Linked DNA regions of Mus musculus: regions 2 and 3 are each linked to region 1. A link is a contact called in public HiChIP or PLAC-seq data. All regions are on one chromosome and are shown on one strand. Each heading gives the region's core, a stretch centred on a gene start, on an enhancer-like site or on the middle of the called end of the contact. The rest is flanking DNA. Distances are from core to core; before and after follow the strand shown. Region 1 overlaps Ebf1 (early B cell factor 1). Region 2 overlaps Clint1 (clathrin interactor 1). Region 3 has its middle 99 kb from the start of Gm22284.

Region 1 (4,888 bases), core at 1,718-4,217:
GTCAGTACAACACAAATTTAAGTGATGTGGCACACTGCGGTGGTAGTCTTTGTAGATGCCTGGAGTTAGATGGTTCAGTCTAAGATTCCAGGGAACCAGTCCAATGGAAGGCTGCTTACCCTATAGGTTGAGAGTTGAGAGTGGAAAGGATTGGATTGAGTCTGATTTTTCTGATTTCTCTCTAATTATTGAGGTCCATCCTCTTTAAACGGGCACTAAGCAGGCGTTCTAACATAACCAATACATTTGTTTATCCAAAAAGTATATATAGTAAGAAGTTAGGAGAAAAATTCCATTCCACCCATTCACCCCCTCATCATTATCTCTTGTCAAAAAAAAAAAAACCAAAAAAACCAAAAAAACTGTTCTTCTTCAGGATTTCAGAAGCCACAGGCTGTAACTCCAAGGTCAGTGTCTGCACTCATCCCAGCTCCCTTCTCCCTTTCATCCCCACAAGAGGTTTGAGGATAGTTGGGTATTTTTCTTTTTATTCTCTTAAGATGGAAAATCCTGAAGATTGACTCAATATTGAGTAAGAAAGAATATTTGAAACTAAAATTCCGTGCACACAAGTGAATGCAGTCTCCTTTCTTCATCCACATCTTCCACGCATTTTTGGTTTTGTAGAGAGCAATGAGGTACTTGGAGCAGTGAGTCAAATATTTCCTGCTCCTTGGCAGGTAGGGCTGACATTTTTGATCTGATGTGACGGGTTTAGAAATGAGCCTAGTGGACATGGGTGGCATAGGTTTAGAAGGCTTTTGCGGGGCCTGTTTTGAAAGGATATATTGAACCAAAAGAAAAGAATACTCCATTTAACCACGTGCTTTCTTCTCAGTCTGCATAGCAGAGAGTTTCAGACCCTTGATGTTTCTGAGTATTTTGCAACAAGGCCCTCCTCTTCTCTTGCTACCATACAGCTTTGTGTACAGGTGACTACTGTGGACAGCCAATGCAGAACTCAATGGAAGTCGTTGCCTGATGGGACGGCTAATGTGGTTGCAGAAGGAAGCAAACGGCCTTTCAGCAATCCCACATAGTTACTGATATTCGCATGGGGGAAAGCCAGCGTTTCTGTGTGAACAGAGGAAATTGCCTCATGTTAATCCCTGTGCCTTCAAAAGACATTTGGGATGTGGGACTCCTGCTAGGGTTTCATGCAGTAATATATAAAATATGCACTTGACCAAGAGCTTGCAGTTTTGACTAATGGGATTATTAGCCAATGAGTAATATGCTAAGTTTGCCAAGTCTAAGTTTATGGCTGGACCTTTGAAAGCCAGAACTCCATGTTCCGATAGTCAGAGGCATTCTAGTCTTGCAAGTTCAACCCTAATTAGAAAAAAAATACTAGGGAGTTATTATTTTTGATCAGAAAACTTGAAGTAGTGAGGGTCTTTTTGTTTATTTGTTTATTTTAAAGACTACAAATGCTAATATTTTGGAAGGATTCTTAGGGCATGTTAGGGAGTAAACCTTTTTGGAAGTAGAACATTTGAGAAGGGTCGGTGGTATAATTGAATAATGTAATTTGATCAAAAGAGAAACAACTTTGATGAAGTAGTTTATTACTTGCATAATTTTTCTTACCAAACAGAGTGCACAGCTACCAAGGCAGAGGACAAATTAAGGAGACACAATATCCAATCCAAGTTTGGCACACGAGAGAAAACACCTGGCTGACTGATTTCATTGTTTGCTTTCCAGCTAGTGTGCTTGGTGTGGTAGAGACACTTTGTGGGTTTCCTGTCTTTAACAGGCTAGTCGCCACAGATGACTACCTTGGAAAAAACATGATCTAACACCGAGATGACAGCCAGGTCTCAGCAGAAGGATACAATTTCTTTTATATATATATATATATATATATTCTATGCACATATATGTATATATGTTTATACATGTACACACACACACATATATATTCATATATATTGACAATTCTGTAATTCTGTTGCTTTGTTCTATTTTTAGCTGTGTGTTTAAATAATTTCAGGAATAATTGTTTTTAATTGTCTTTCGTTGTAGGCAGCACAGTTGAGAGTAAAATGAAGAGCTCATGAGGTCATGCAGCCTTTTCTTATTCACACACATTCTGCTACGTATGTGTGAGGGTTATCAGCATCTACCCCAGTTTCATTCACCATTTTCCCTCTGGCCTTCATGAAGTTTGCTTTCTTCTCTACAGACACAGACTAGCTCAGTTCAATGGTGTTACTCTGCTGTTAGACTGCTTACATCATGTTTAGATTTTTTTTTTAAAGACTATGTCTCTCTACCATGGTTCATGAGTTCCATTTTTGGGAGGCATTGATCCTAAATCTTGTGCTTTATTTTTCTCATGGCATTGAGTGGGTAGAAACAAACTCTAGTTCCTAATTCACTTTAAAGAACATGACCCCCCCCCCACTTTGTTCCTATTTTCTTGTTAAAACTAAATTGTGTGCAATTTGTAGGAAATTGAAACCACATTTTTTTCACTTTTAACTTTCCAAAATTAAAATTTATGGGGGGGGGGAAGCAATAAAGTGCTTACGAAATGGTCATCTATAATTATCTTCGTGGGTTGCACACATTTGAGGAAAATGACTTGGAGACCCTATCAAGGTTTTACAACCGCAGGACACTGGGCTTCTCACCAATCTCCCAGTCTCCCAGTCTCCCAGTCTCCCAGTCTCCCAGTCTCCCAGTCTCCCAGTCTCCCAGTCTCCCAGTCTCCCAGTCTCCCAGTCCCCCAGGTGTTGGAGCCAAGATTCACCTCCAGAAAAGGCTAAAGCTTACACTACACATTCAAACATGCAGTGTGCGCAGAGGCCCTCAGGAGTGCTCACAACACAACTAGGCAGGATCTCAACAGGTTTTCCCCTTTTGTTCCGTAGCGACTGTTGTTATAGTGACATTTACCATGTAGACCGCTTCTATGGCTAGTTCTGGACTTGATGTCAGTTCCTGTAACGTTCTTGTCACGCTCTACCTGGCCGTGGAAACCACAGAACCAGTTACATGAACTGCCTGTTTCTGGTTGCTGCTGCTACTGTTTTGGATTCTGAGTTCAGGGCTCTCTTCCTCCCAACCGTTCCTATGAAACGTTCTAGAAGACATTCAAGGTCTGAGCTATGATTTGTTTCCATCTTGGAGGAAAAAAGTGTTTATACTTGTCTGCTCTTTTGATATGGACATTATGGTTTCCACATGAACAAGAGTACATTTTCTAGTCTGAAAGCATTGATGTTTCCACATTAGTTTTTTGATATTATTGTTGTTGTTGTTGCTTGATTCTTTTGGTTTGGTTTGGTTTGGTTTTCTTTTTGTTGTTTGTTTGTTTGTTTGTTTCACTTTTGGTTTTGTTTTAGAAGAAGTCTCCCTGGCTGCCCTGGAACTTGTTATGTAGACCAGCCTAGCCTCTAATTCACAGATATCATCCTGCCTCTGTTTCTGGAGTGTTGGGGTTAAAGGAATATATCACTCTACTTAACAATCAATGACAAATGTATCAAACCATGCCTACCTTGAGGTAATATGTTTAGAAGTAGTATACTTGATGTGGATGTGATGAAGTCATTCACTCAATTCATTCATTCTTTTCTCCCACTGAGTAAATATTTATGGAATACCTTCTTGGTTTTATGTCTTAGATGAAACTCTAAATATAGAGTACTCAATACAAAGCTACAAGTAATACTTGCACTTAGCAACTTAGTCATTGAACCTTAGTGCTACCATCACCATTACAGAGCATCAGGGTGGATATGTGAAGCCTTACCAGGCGCCTGGAAGTACCTAATGACTTAGTTTCACCAGCAAATGACAGCCATGCCCAAGAAAGGCTTCTCTGACCACTTAGAGAAGGGCAATGATTTGACATGTATTCTGACCATATTTGGCTCTTCGTTATAAGGACTTCTGACCAACGAACTCAGATTCATAGGATTCATTTAACAACAATGTCAGTACTTATGTGCTGTCTGCTTCTAAGAGTTTACAAATGCAGAAGCATTGGCTCGAGCACGACTCGGCCACAAGTACTGCCCTGATGCTACAGATAAGGAGAAGGAGGCAAGAAGGGTTGAGTCATCTGCCAAGTATTTGGACAGTGTGACCACAGGAGCCACTATCTGCCAGTGTGACCCTAGAATCTACCATCAAATCCTAACATTATTTCCAACTACTTCAAGATTTCCATAAGCTTGCAGCCCCTTTGCAAGTGAGTGTCCCACACTTGGCATGTAGCAGGAATGTGCATGAGACTCTCTAGCTTGCTAATGGGCAGTTCTCACTAAAGCTCTGGCCCAGGAGTCCTTGGCTGGAGAACACCCTTGAGGTCTCACAAGCCAAGGGTAGGAAGAGTGGCTACTAAGCCTGCTAGTGAGTCCAAGTGCTCCTCTCACACATCTCTGGATGATTTGCTCAAGGAAATAACAATCATTTCCATTTCAAAACACCATTCACAAAATAACGTGTGCTAATTATGTAGCAAAACAGAGCAAATAAACAAACAACCCCCCCCCCAAAAAGCAAAAACCAAGAGAGGATAAAAGGGTACAAACTCACCCAGTACTCATCACCCAGTAATGGCAATGCCTCCCTGGACTTCTCTGTTATTTTTCTATGTATAACAAACACAGGCAAACATCTTTTTTTGTTTTGTTTTGCATCTGTGACTATATTGTACTGTGTGTCTATTCACACATGCAGCTTCATCTTCTGCTTTATTTAATATACCCCTTTCCTCACACACTAAGTCTTCTCCATAGCACGGCATTGAAGAGAAGCATAATTTCACACAGTGTAGACTTACTGTATTCTCCCACCGGCTACTGCTAACTAGTTAAGCCCATCTTTCACATATAACTGCATTATGATGCGCTGTGTGCTTCCTTTTCTAACT
Region 2 (4,888 bases), core at 1,735-4,234, 930 kb after region 1:
GTAAGAATGCTCATCAGGGTGGACTGGGGAAATTGAGGGAGTATAAAGGAAATAGTATGGTTTGAAATTGGTGCTTGGAACTAAGTTATTGGGTCTGTTTCTGTCTGTCTTCCTGTGAAATGTGTACACCTGCATATAACAGAACATTGAATTGTAAGCTTAGACTAGAAGGGTGGTGCTCTGTGAAGATACAAACCCGTTTGACCCCATTTGGAAAAAAGACAGAGTGGGAACAATACTTGCTACCGCAGTGCTCCTCCGTTCACAGCTGGACCTGAGTTGTGCCCACACTTCTTCCCTTCTGCTCTGTGGATATTTTCTAGTAAAGCATGCTTTTATGCTACGAGCATAAAAACTACTTGATTGGCAGTTGCCCAAGTGCTGGGAAGCCTGCTTTCCTGCTCTTCAGCAAAGCCAAGTTCAGACATTTCTTTGGAGTTTGTGTGTCCAAAAATTGATTACAGGGCCCCCTCTAGTGACTGAAATCAACAAGGACACAAATCTCTCCCAGACCTGGGAAGATTTAGAATTAAGCTACAGGGAAGTAAATTTTTTTAATTGTTTTTAATTTTTATTTTTAAAGGGAATTTTTTTTCATTTTTAGAAGGTTATTGATGTCAAGAATAGGTCCAAGATTGAGGCTATCCAAACAACAGCGGGTCAAAAGCTCTATTTACCTTTTTAGAAATCGGTGCTTTAAAATGGAAATGGAATAAGGCTGTGCTACACAGGGTTCTTTGTTGTTTGTTACGGTTGTTTCTGGCTTAATGAAGCTTTAAAAAGTTTTTTTTTTTTTTAATCTAGAGTTCTTTATGATATCAACTTCATTTTTTGATCATTTTTGAAAGCAGCAGTTTTATTGAAGAAGGAAAAAAAAAGCTTTAAAACAGCATTCTCATGAAAGTATTAGGTTTTTGCTGTCCTGGTAACAGCATATGATCCTTCTGTGGATGTCCTTTATACCCAACGGTATGTTTTAATGGCTCCTTTTGTTTCTCAGTTAAGGAAATGAGGAAATTCTTAAACTTCTGGATCTCTGCCATCTCTCCTAAACACTCACCGCCCCAACACACAGGCCTTCAGCTACGAGCCTTTAAAGGGCTCTCATTTGACCCTCGGGCCTTTGTAGCTTGAACAAGGAAAGCAGTGTTCCAAGAGCCCTAGCATTGCTGAATGCTCTGGTGAAAATATTTCATGGACATGGAGTACAGGCGCCTTCATCTTATAGTGGAGATCTCTGTGACAAAATGCAAGGGTGGATTATAACCCTGTTTGGTGTGGTTCATCTTCCCAGCTACGTTTGAATGCTTTTAGCTGCCCACAACCATGCAGTCTTTAGCCACCAGAATAAACAAAAGTGTCAGATCCATCATTTTGTATTATCTTAAATTGTAGATCTGGTTTTGGCTGGCTTGCCTTCATTTTGTTTCCATTGTTGATAAAAATTAAGGAGAAGAGCAACACCATTATTTATATATAAATTGTTGTCAACAGAATCATCTCTGGAATATTAGGAAAATTCATTAAAAGTCTTCAAGAGCCCCAAAAGTTGTGGGTTCCTAAGGAAATAACTTTTAGTTATATTATCGCATTAGTTGTGCAGTTGGAGGGGGTGTCCCTGGCATTCAGGGGACACTTTTCTTGGTAGAGTCCTGTTGTGGGTGTCGGTGTAGGAGCTGCACTGTTTGTTCTGTGACCTGACCAACTGTCTATATGTGACTGTCTCAGTGCTGATGTGGATCTGTTTGTCAGTGACTTAACTAAGCTAAACTCCTTGAAGGAACGAATGGCAGCAGACAAGGTCTAAAAGCGCTGAGCCTTGATCCTTCCGTATTTAGAAAACAACTTTTGATGACTTTTAAAAAGCCACATAGCAAAAGAAGGGAGGATATATGAGTAGTAGCTATCTAAATCTGATTTTATTCACTCATTTATTAGTTTTGATTTTGTGTTGCTGTGTTCATCTGTTAGAACACACATTCAGTAGTAATGGGAACTATATACATCAGATGAACTCACATTTTTATGGCTTTTCTTCCTTCAGATCCCATACACATGGCTGTTTAAAAAAAAAAAATCAAGTGTTTTGCTGTCTTGTGTCTTACCCTTTGAAAGCGTTCTTTCTTGCTATAGGATGGCTCTCAGTTATTAACTGAGCATCACCTGTCTGTCAGGCAGGAGAGCAGCACCAGTTTCTATGCTGTCTTTTGAGGTGTACAGAGCCTCTTCCCAGTCTACAGTTGAAACCAAGGTTAAAACAAAACTGCTTCATGAAATGGGGTTGGAATCAGGTTTTCTGTCTCCCATGTTCTTGTCAAAAAACTAGAAGTCTCAAGGAAAAGTTAAATATCATTTCCCAGTAAAATATTATGTAGCCAGTGAAGGTGTGAGGTTTACAATAACTAATAATTAAGTTTTTGTTAGAGAAAAACACTGATACAGAAGGAAATGTTGGTAATAGTTTTAAACAGTTGTAGAATATTCTCTTTGTGTTATGTCTTTTTTAAATGTCACACAGAATTGTCCACTGTAATTTAGTGTAAGAGAACAGAATTCCTATAAACACAAACCCGACCTCTTGTAAAGCACGGGCAGAGAGAAGGTGAACATCCTGGCTCTGTGATAGACTTGAGCGTGTCCGTTTGTCTTTGAGATCAGACCATGTCTCCTGGACTTGGGCCAGGGCTGATGACATTCCTCTGCATTCTTGAAAGCTAAATTCTTAAGATAACTTAAGTGTGTAATGTCGTGTCTTTGGAGTAGCCTGTGAGCAGAGCTGCCCCCCACTCCATAGATGTGGCTCATTAAGACATACGTTAGTATCATTTAGTTTTCATGTGTTGCTCAGTTTTGATGCTAATCTTTATGTATCTATATGTGTGTGTGTGCACATGCACATGTGCATTTTCCCTCTGCAGCACCAATGTGGTTATGAATTACTCAGAGATTGAGTCTAAGGTTCGAGAAGCAACGAATGATGATCCCTGGGGACCTTCTGGGCAGCTCATGGGAGAGATTGCCAAGTAAGTGGTAATTTGACTCAACAGTACAGAAAGAATCAAAGTGTCTTTACACAGAAAGTGAAGTTTGCTTTCAGTTTTAACCTGTTTAACTATCAGCCATATGTTCTGCATAATCCATTTTGATTAGTGTGGAGAGTTTTATATAGGTTCCATTCCCATTAAAAATTAGCTTTTAATGATGCGTCAGCCAAGACTTAATAGCTTTCCTTGCAAATTTTGAAGAACACGTATAAAATATTTGAAGTAAAAAAAAATCACACACTTTTTTCTTGGTGACAATGTGGGGCACTGAGGCCATGAAGAAAAAGCTTGCAGGATGGCACCGTGATTCCTCATGATGTGCTGTGTGTTGTGAAGAATAAGAGGAAGTGTGTTTTAGGAGGAGTGTCATTAAAATTTGATTTCGGCTTATTTTTTTTCTAAGCTGTTTGGGTAGTCCAAAGAACCTAGAGCAAGGCTGCCATCTATTGTCAGATTTATGCTACTACAGATGCTTAAGGAAACTCCTCTCTTTCAGGGCTACCTTTATGTATGAGCAGTTCCCAGAACTCATGAACATGCTTTGGTCCCGGATGCTAAAAGACAACAAAAAGAACTGGAGAAGAGTTTATAAGGTATGGTGGAAGCCTACAAGAGCGAGTGTTGACATGACTGTAGTCCACTAAGTTTCTAGACTTTTCCGAGACACACACTGTTTTCCAGTCATAAACAGCCCTTCATAGTACAGAGTGTGTTCAGACTTATGTTCTTCTAAATATTGAAGATTTTTATTGTTTCTTAAATTTTTTCCTACTAAATCTGTTGAGGTGTTTTGAGTATTTAATCTCTACTCATATGCAAGTTTGCTACTTGACTGTTTAAAATTAAAAACCAGTCTCATGTTTGTCACCTCTGTAAACAGCTTTGTTTAATTTGTGGTTGGGTGATAGCACCATTCCGCTCAGCGAAGTCTATAAGCTGGGACTGGCACTGAGAGTGAGGTGTGCAGACTTCTGGCTTCACCTGTGTGTGGACTTTTCCTCGGATTCATCTCATTTTGATTCTGTATTTCTAAAGCAAGGTGATGGTCTTCCTAGTTAATCATGTTTTCCTGCTTCTCAAAACATGCTGTACGCCAAAAGGATTCACTCTCACACGTAGCAGACCACAGCAGTGTTCACATTTGCAACGTGACATTTTGACTCTCAGAATTAAAAACCTGTTTTAACTAGAATTTTGTTGTTACTGTTACTGTTGTTGAGTGTCTGAGTGTAATGTGCCACTGTATGTGTGTTTGGAAGTATAGGGAGGCCAGAGCTTTGCTCCTGTGTCTTCCTCAGGCATTCCATTTTATGAGCAGAGTCTCACTGAACTCAGAGCTTTCTGATCCAGCTAGCTTGCTTGGGATCCCTGTCTCCTCAGAGTAGAATTACAGGTGGCAGCCAGGCCTGCCCAGCTTTTTATGTGGGTGATGGGGATCCAAGCTTCTATACCAGTGTTTGCATGGTAAGTACTTTATCCACTAAGCCGTCTCTTCAGCCCTCCCCCCTGTTCTAATTTGGTGAGGGTGCTGGGGAGAACAAAGTCTCTCTTTGTAGCCCTGGCTAGCCCAACTAAGTATATAGACTATGTCTTAAACTACTAGAAATCTGTCTGCCTCTGTCCCCCAACTATTAGGATTAAAGGCATGTGGCACCATGTCCAGCAAATTTTGTGATTTTTATGATGTTTGTTTCCTAAAATATTCTCTGAGATTTCTATAAATTGTATAATTTTTCTAAAATGGGGGCTTTTAAAGATTATTGTACTTTTTCAAAAGATTAGGAAATCTGAGTAAAATGGCTACAGGGCAACACTCTCAACATTTAGGTGGCTGAGGCTGGAGG
Region 3 (4,888 bases), core at 751-3,250, 590 kb after region 1:
CACTAAGTATCTTCAACACCAGTTGTTTTTTTGTTTGTTTTTTTGTTTTTTGTTTTTTTTTAAGAGCGGTCTGGGAATTGAACGTTGTAGCCTTGCGCTTAGGTACCAAGCATTTGACTGACTGAGCTGTCTCTCAACCCCACAAAATGCAAAGTTTATAGATCACTTACCAAAGGCTCAAAGCAGCAAACAGACATGTGCTAGTTTACATGGTAGCGTGATAAAAAAAAATAATAATAAAATAAAATAAAAAACAAAGAAACCTCAGAACCGAACTGTGGCCACCAGACTCCAAGGACCTGTCCTTTCACCTCCACCCTAGGATGCCTTTGACCATGTCTCTCCTCTTACTCTACCCGACATCTGTCTCGAAGCAGCTTCAAACGGACCGCATCCTGATGCAATTCTTAGCCTGCAAGAGGAACGGATGCGTCTGGACTCAAAGCACCATGAACTGAACAGGGATAGCCCTCTGTCAGACAGCAGGCCCAGCAGGTAGCTAGCCTCCATCCCCGGCTGGCCGCCAACAAGAAGGCAGCTCTGGGCAAGCCCACAAAGCAGGCCAGTGTGATCTGCTCTGTGTGGCCCTGATGACTCCACCATTTGCTTAAAAGCCATGCTGTGTTTCCTAGACAATGGCTATACTCCAAGACACACATTCCGGTTTTTAAGGCTCTAATGTAAACATTCTATAAACAGCTCTTTCCCTATGCCTTTGCCCTCCCCATGAAGGCTTTTAACATATTGTTTCTGCTCACTTTTTTTTTCTCCCTTTCTAAATTCAGCTCTGCTCTCTTGCTCCCTTGCTTCTCCTTCCCTTTCTGCTTCAATGTCTCCTTGCCCATCTCCTGACTAACTTCTTCTGCAACATCCTCACTGCTGTGGCTGTGCTCCTTTGAGGAACCTTGTCTTGTCGGGGGGGGGGGGGGGGGTTCTGCAGTTCCCAGCCGTTTCTCGCTCTCTGTTTTCTTGTTTGCCCAGCAGAGCTGTCCTCCTCTGCTGGGTCTGTGTCTCCGCTTTCATGTTTACTGGAAAAGCTTCACTCCACTTCTCACCTCTTCCTGCCCCCCACCGCCTTCCCATCCAGCACCAGTGTGCCCTCATCTCTCCACTGCCCTTTCTTTCTGGATGCCTGGTCCTCCTTGTGTGATCCTTCCTTTCCCACACCCTTCACCCCCATTCTTGGTCCTCTCCTCCCTTATCCCTCTCTCTCCTCTTGCTGCCATTATGTCCCCTCCTGGTTTACACACTCCCTCTTTATCATTGTTTCCACTCCTTCTGGCTACTGATACCATAAAGGGGGTTGCAAACTCTATCCCTGGCTGCATGTGCACACCAGGAGCCTGCCTGGCAGCCTAGCATCAAAATTGCACAGAAAACTGGATCTTGGTGCCTATGTGTAGTAGCTTGGCCTTGGATAGATCTCAGTTAGAGGGCTTCAGTGTAAAGCTGGAGCCCCAGGCATCCAACTCAGGAGGCAAGATGCAGAGAGAACTGTTTCTATTTTCCAGGGCCTTTGGTCAAGTTAAGGCCACAGACCAGTTGAGGTTTCAAGGAGACCTAAATGTCATCACCTCTACCCCTTTCCTCTTCTCTGTCTCTGTCTCTCTCTTTCTCTCTCTGTCTGTCTCTCTGTATGTCTCTCTCTCTGTCTCTCCATCTCTCTGCCTCTCTCTCTCCTCCTCTCTCTGCCCCCCACTCTGTGTGTGTGTGTGTGTGTGTGTGTGTGTGTGTGTGTGTGTGTGTGTGTATGTGTGTGTGTGTGTCTTATGTATGTACTTCTCATTTTGTCTCACTTTTGTCCAGGATACAAAGGCCTTGTAACTTATCAGATTTAGCATACAACATTACCACACTACAAAATAAAATAGAAAAGATAGAAAAGAGAGTAAGAGGCACCCCGGCAGAAGGAGTTGGTGCTGCAGGGCAAAGGCTGGCCTTGCCCAGTTGTTCTGCCTTCCCCAGGCTCCAAGTCAAGCAGGACTGACTATGCCTTTCCTTAGAGTACAGCGCCATCTAGCAGATGAAATGCCAAACCTGTAGCTGAAGGCCTGGAAGCAAGTCTCCACAGATTCAGGCCAGTCAAACCGCAACTGGTCTGAAATAGCAATGTAGCCCTCTGGCCTTGTTTGATATTTCGGTCCATTTTCAACTCTCTGTTTTTCCTGAGCCTCACTCCTGAATTCCTCCAGTATGGTCTTCATTCCTAGAAAAGGCAGCAAAGTTCCAGGTGAGCTGGCAGACTTTGCCTGAAGCTAGGAAGCCCTGGGTGGCATTTTCCAAAGCAAAATAAAACGGAATTTCCTGAAGACGAGGTAATCTTCGTTCCTCATTTCTTTTTCTGTTGTTTCTTCTTTCATCCTTCTGTGAAGACCTGACTTTCAATCACCTCCACAAAGTTACTGTTTCTACATACCATTTATACTCTGTCATTTACTTTTAACTACAAACCCCAGTAGGTTGTCAGTAGCTGTCTATAATCTTTGCCAAAACGTGTGCTGAGGCATCTATAGTCAAATCCATACAGGTTCAGGTAGAGAGCTGTGAAGAGCCACCAATGTCTACGAGGAATATGGGTATGTAGGGTGGCAATGAGACTGTCCCATGTCTGTCCTCAAAGAATTGGGGCATAAGTAATGTAAATATCTCAACATTGCAGAAAAAATGTCCCAGGGCCACACATCTGAAAGCAAGCCATGTCATCTCTCAGTCCTCTCTAGCCTTTCATTTCAGGGGAGGCAAACTAAGGTCAGAGGAGGTCATGCCTAACCTAAGATCACTCACGTTCTTGTGGCATCAAGACGAGACTCCAGCTTGGTACCCTATCATTTCTGGTCCCTCTAACACCTTCCTAATTACACCCAACAGAGAAAGAAGCTCTCCTATTGACCATGCAGGATACCTCTGACCTCCATTATCACAGTGCAAGTGAGAGTCAGCCATTAAAAAAAAAAAAAAGAGTCCAGCTCAAAGCTGAAGGTTCTACCAACTCCATGGCTGCTCACGGTGCATTAGAAGAGCCTGAGGCTACATCTAAGCCTGTCCAGGGGAAACATTACCATCAATTCATGGTGTTCACCATCACTATAGACACAGAATGAGAGTCAATAAAACAACATTCTATGCTTGCTTAGTCTCTTCCAGCCCTGATACTTTGCAGTGTGTGCCTTGAGCAGAAGTCATGAGTTTCTTTCTTGAACTTGAACCAGAAATTTGGGGTTAGGGATACATAGCAGTAATCCTATGACCCACAGATAGTTTTGTACAACCATAGGCTCCCCGTCTCAGTTATAGATGGGCCCGTAGTTCAAGTCCACTGTGGTTCCCAGTGGCATGTACGTCTATTGCTGCTCCCAATTCCAGAGATATCCTATAAAATTCCAAGTCCTAGCTGATCCCTGGTAATATCCACTCCCTTGGCATAAGCAGCAGGCAAGGAGTATTCATAGGAAAGTTGCTCTTGACAACTGCAGATAAGGGAATATACCAAAACAGCCTGGGATGGGTTAACTACGAGTGAAGAAGACACTCTTCAATGTTCTCCATCATGTCAACCCTAGTGTATGGCTGATCCACAGGGCAGCTCTGAATAGACACATTTAACAAACCTGGACATTTCTTCAACAGAGGCAATGAGCCTTCGCCAGGCTCTCCCAACTCAGCTTGCAAATTCCCAGAGTTCTCCTGTTCTTGCCGCTCTTACTGCACAGACCTGCCATGGGAGAACATCTGAGAGTATAAAATTATGAACCAGAGAATCAAACTCTAATAAAATGGGATAAGGGAAAGAGAGCACTAGCTAAGAACTCGCAGATCCACTTTTTAGCTCTCTAGCCTCAGATAAGTTACTTCTGTCCTCCCAGATTTGGTGTTCTTGTGATAAAAGAAAGGACTATAGTAGCATCTACCTCATAGAACTTTTATAAGGTTAAATGAGATTAGAATCATGAAGCTGTTGTTAATATTGTTAATCCATGTCAATTTCTGGCGTATAATGACTCTGATCTGGTTGGATATAAGAACACACATGGCTCATTACAGGTTCACAGTCAATCATGGTTCAGTTACAATATGATACTACCAAGTGTTAGTTAAATAAGGCGTATGTCCAAAATTCAAAGAAAAGAAGATGAATTTGGAAAGTAGTTCCCTTTATAGACTTAAAAACTTGATCAAGACCTTGAAGAAAAGTAAGATGTCAACACAAGTCTTTATTATGGGATCAGACCACATTGAGGTGGAGCAACATCTCATATGTGTTGACCATGGGCTACACCTGCAGCTGAGAAACTCCTTCGACTGGTTTTTAAAGCAGATCTCCTGAGTCCAGGAATGGGCAAGCCACTCAGCCTGCAGATCTGATATGACCCTCCTTTTTTTCAGCTATTAGATGACATTGACTTCCAGGAAGAGTCTCTGCGAGGCTTGAAGCTCCAAGTAAGAGCTATGCAAAAGCCTGGGGAAATTAAAAGATCTATTCAAATAATAACACTAGAAACAGCAATCTCTCCTGGGCCTTGCACTATGTATAATCCCTGAGTTCCAGGCTTAGCATCATGCTATCACAGCTGTCATTATAACTGCCATTTCACAGATGAGGAGCCATACTCAGAAGAGAGTGGATTTGCTCACACAAACCACAATGGGTAGACGTCAGAGCCAATAACGATGTGCAAGTGAAGGTCAGAGGCAGCCCACATTGTCCTGCTCACATATTCGAGAGCTGCATTCTAATTTTCCCAAGGTTTAGCTAACCGCCTCACTGCTCAGATACAAAACTGAGGCACCAAATAATAACAATGTTCCCAAAACAGATACAGGATGTATGGACAGTGCCATCTTGAAAACCCCTAGAGAGACAGAGTATTCTTCTATCTTTCTCCGAGGA

The links. HiChIP or PLAC-seq counts read pairs in DNA pulled down with a chosen protein or histone mark.
Region 2: a contact with region 1 is called in an H3K27ac HiChIP or PLAC-seq map of embryonic fibroblasts, with 6 times the contacts expected there. The contact joins two enhancer-like sites. A contact is called at or near these places in 2 of 115 datasets of contacts at active chromatin or transcription factors (embryonic fibroblasts and large pre-B cells).
Region 3: a contact with region 1 is called in a CTCF HiChIP or PLAC-seq map of pro-B cells, with 28 times the contacts expected there. The contact joins two enhancer-like sites. A contact is called at or near these places in 2 of 15 datasets of contacts at CTCF or cohesin (large pre-B cells and pro-B cells), 2 of 484 Hi-C or Micro-C datasets (large pre-B cells and pre-B cells) and 2 of 115 datasets of contacts at active chromatin or transcription factors (embryonic fibroblasts and large pre-B cells).

What each region holds. Positions count from the first base shown.
Region 1 is chr11:44,947,599-44,952,486 of GRCm38.p6, forward strand. The region is part of intron 10 of Ebf1 (early B cell factor 1); the gene reads left to right. Among named protein-coding and RNA genes, the nearest start is that of Gm51859, 140 kb to the right of the region's middle. Within about 2 kb of position 2,968, at least 60 of the 459 cell types and tissues checked have an H3K27ac peak or open chromatin away from gene starts, as enhancers often do. A contact at or near this core is called in embryonic fibroblasts and pro-B cells, where this site is marked.
Region 2 is chr11:45,880,792-45,885,679 of GRCm38.p6, forward strand. Clint1 (clathrin interactor 1) reads left to right here. Exons shown (of 12, transcript NM_001045520.4): 2 at 2,919-3,023; 3 at 3,541-3,637. Among named protein-coding and RNA genes, the nearest start is that of Clint1, 31 kb to the left of the region's middle. Within about 2 kb of position 2,985, at least 66 of the 459 cell types and tissues checked have an H3K27ac peak or open chromatin away from gene starts, as enhancers often do. A contact at or near this core is called in embryonic fibroblasts, where this site is marked.
Region 3 is chr11:45,537,636-45,542,523 of GRCm38.p6, forward strand. No RefSeq gene overlaps it. Among named protein-coding and RNA genes, the nearest start is that of Gm22284, 99 kb to the right of the region's middle. Within about 2 kb of position 2,001, at least 23 of the 459 cell types and tissues checked have an H3K27ac peak or open chromatin away from gene starts, as enhancers often do. A contact at or near this core is called in pro-B cells, where this site is marked.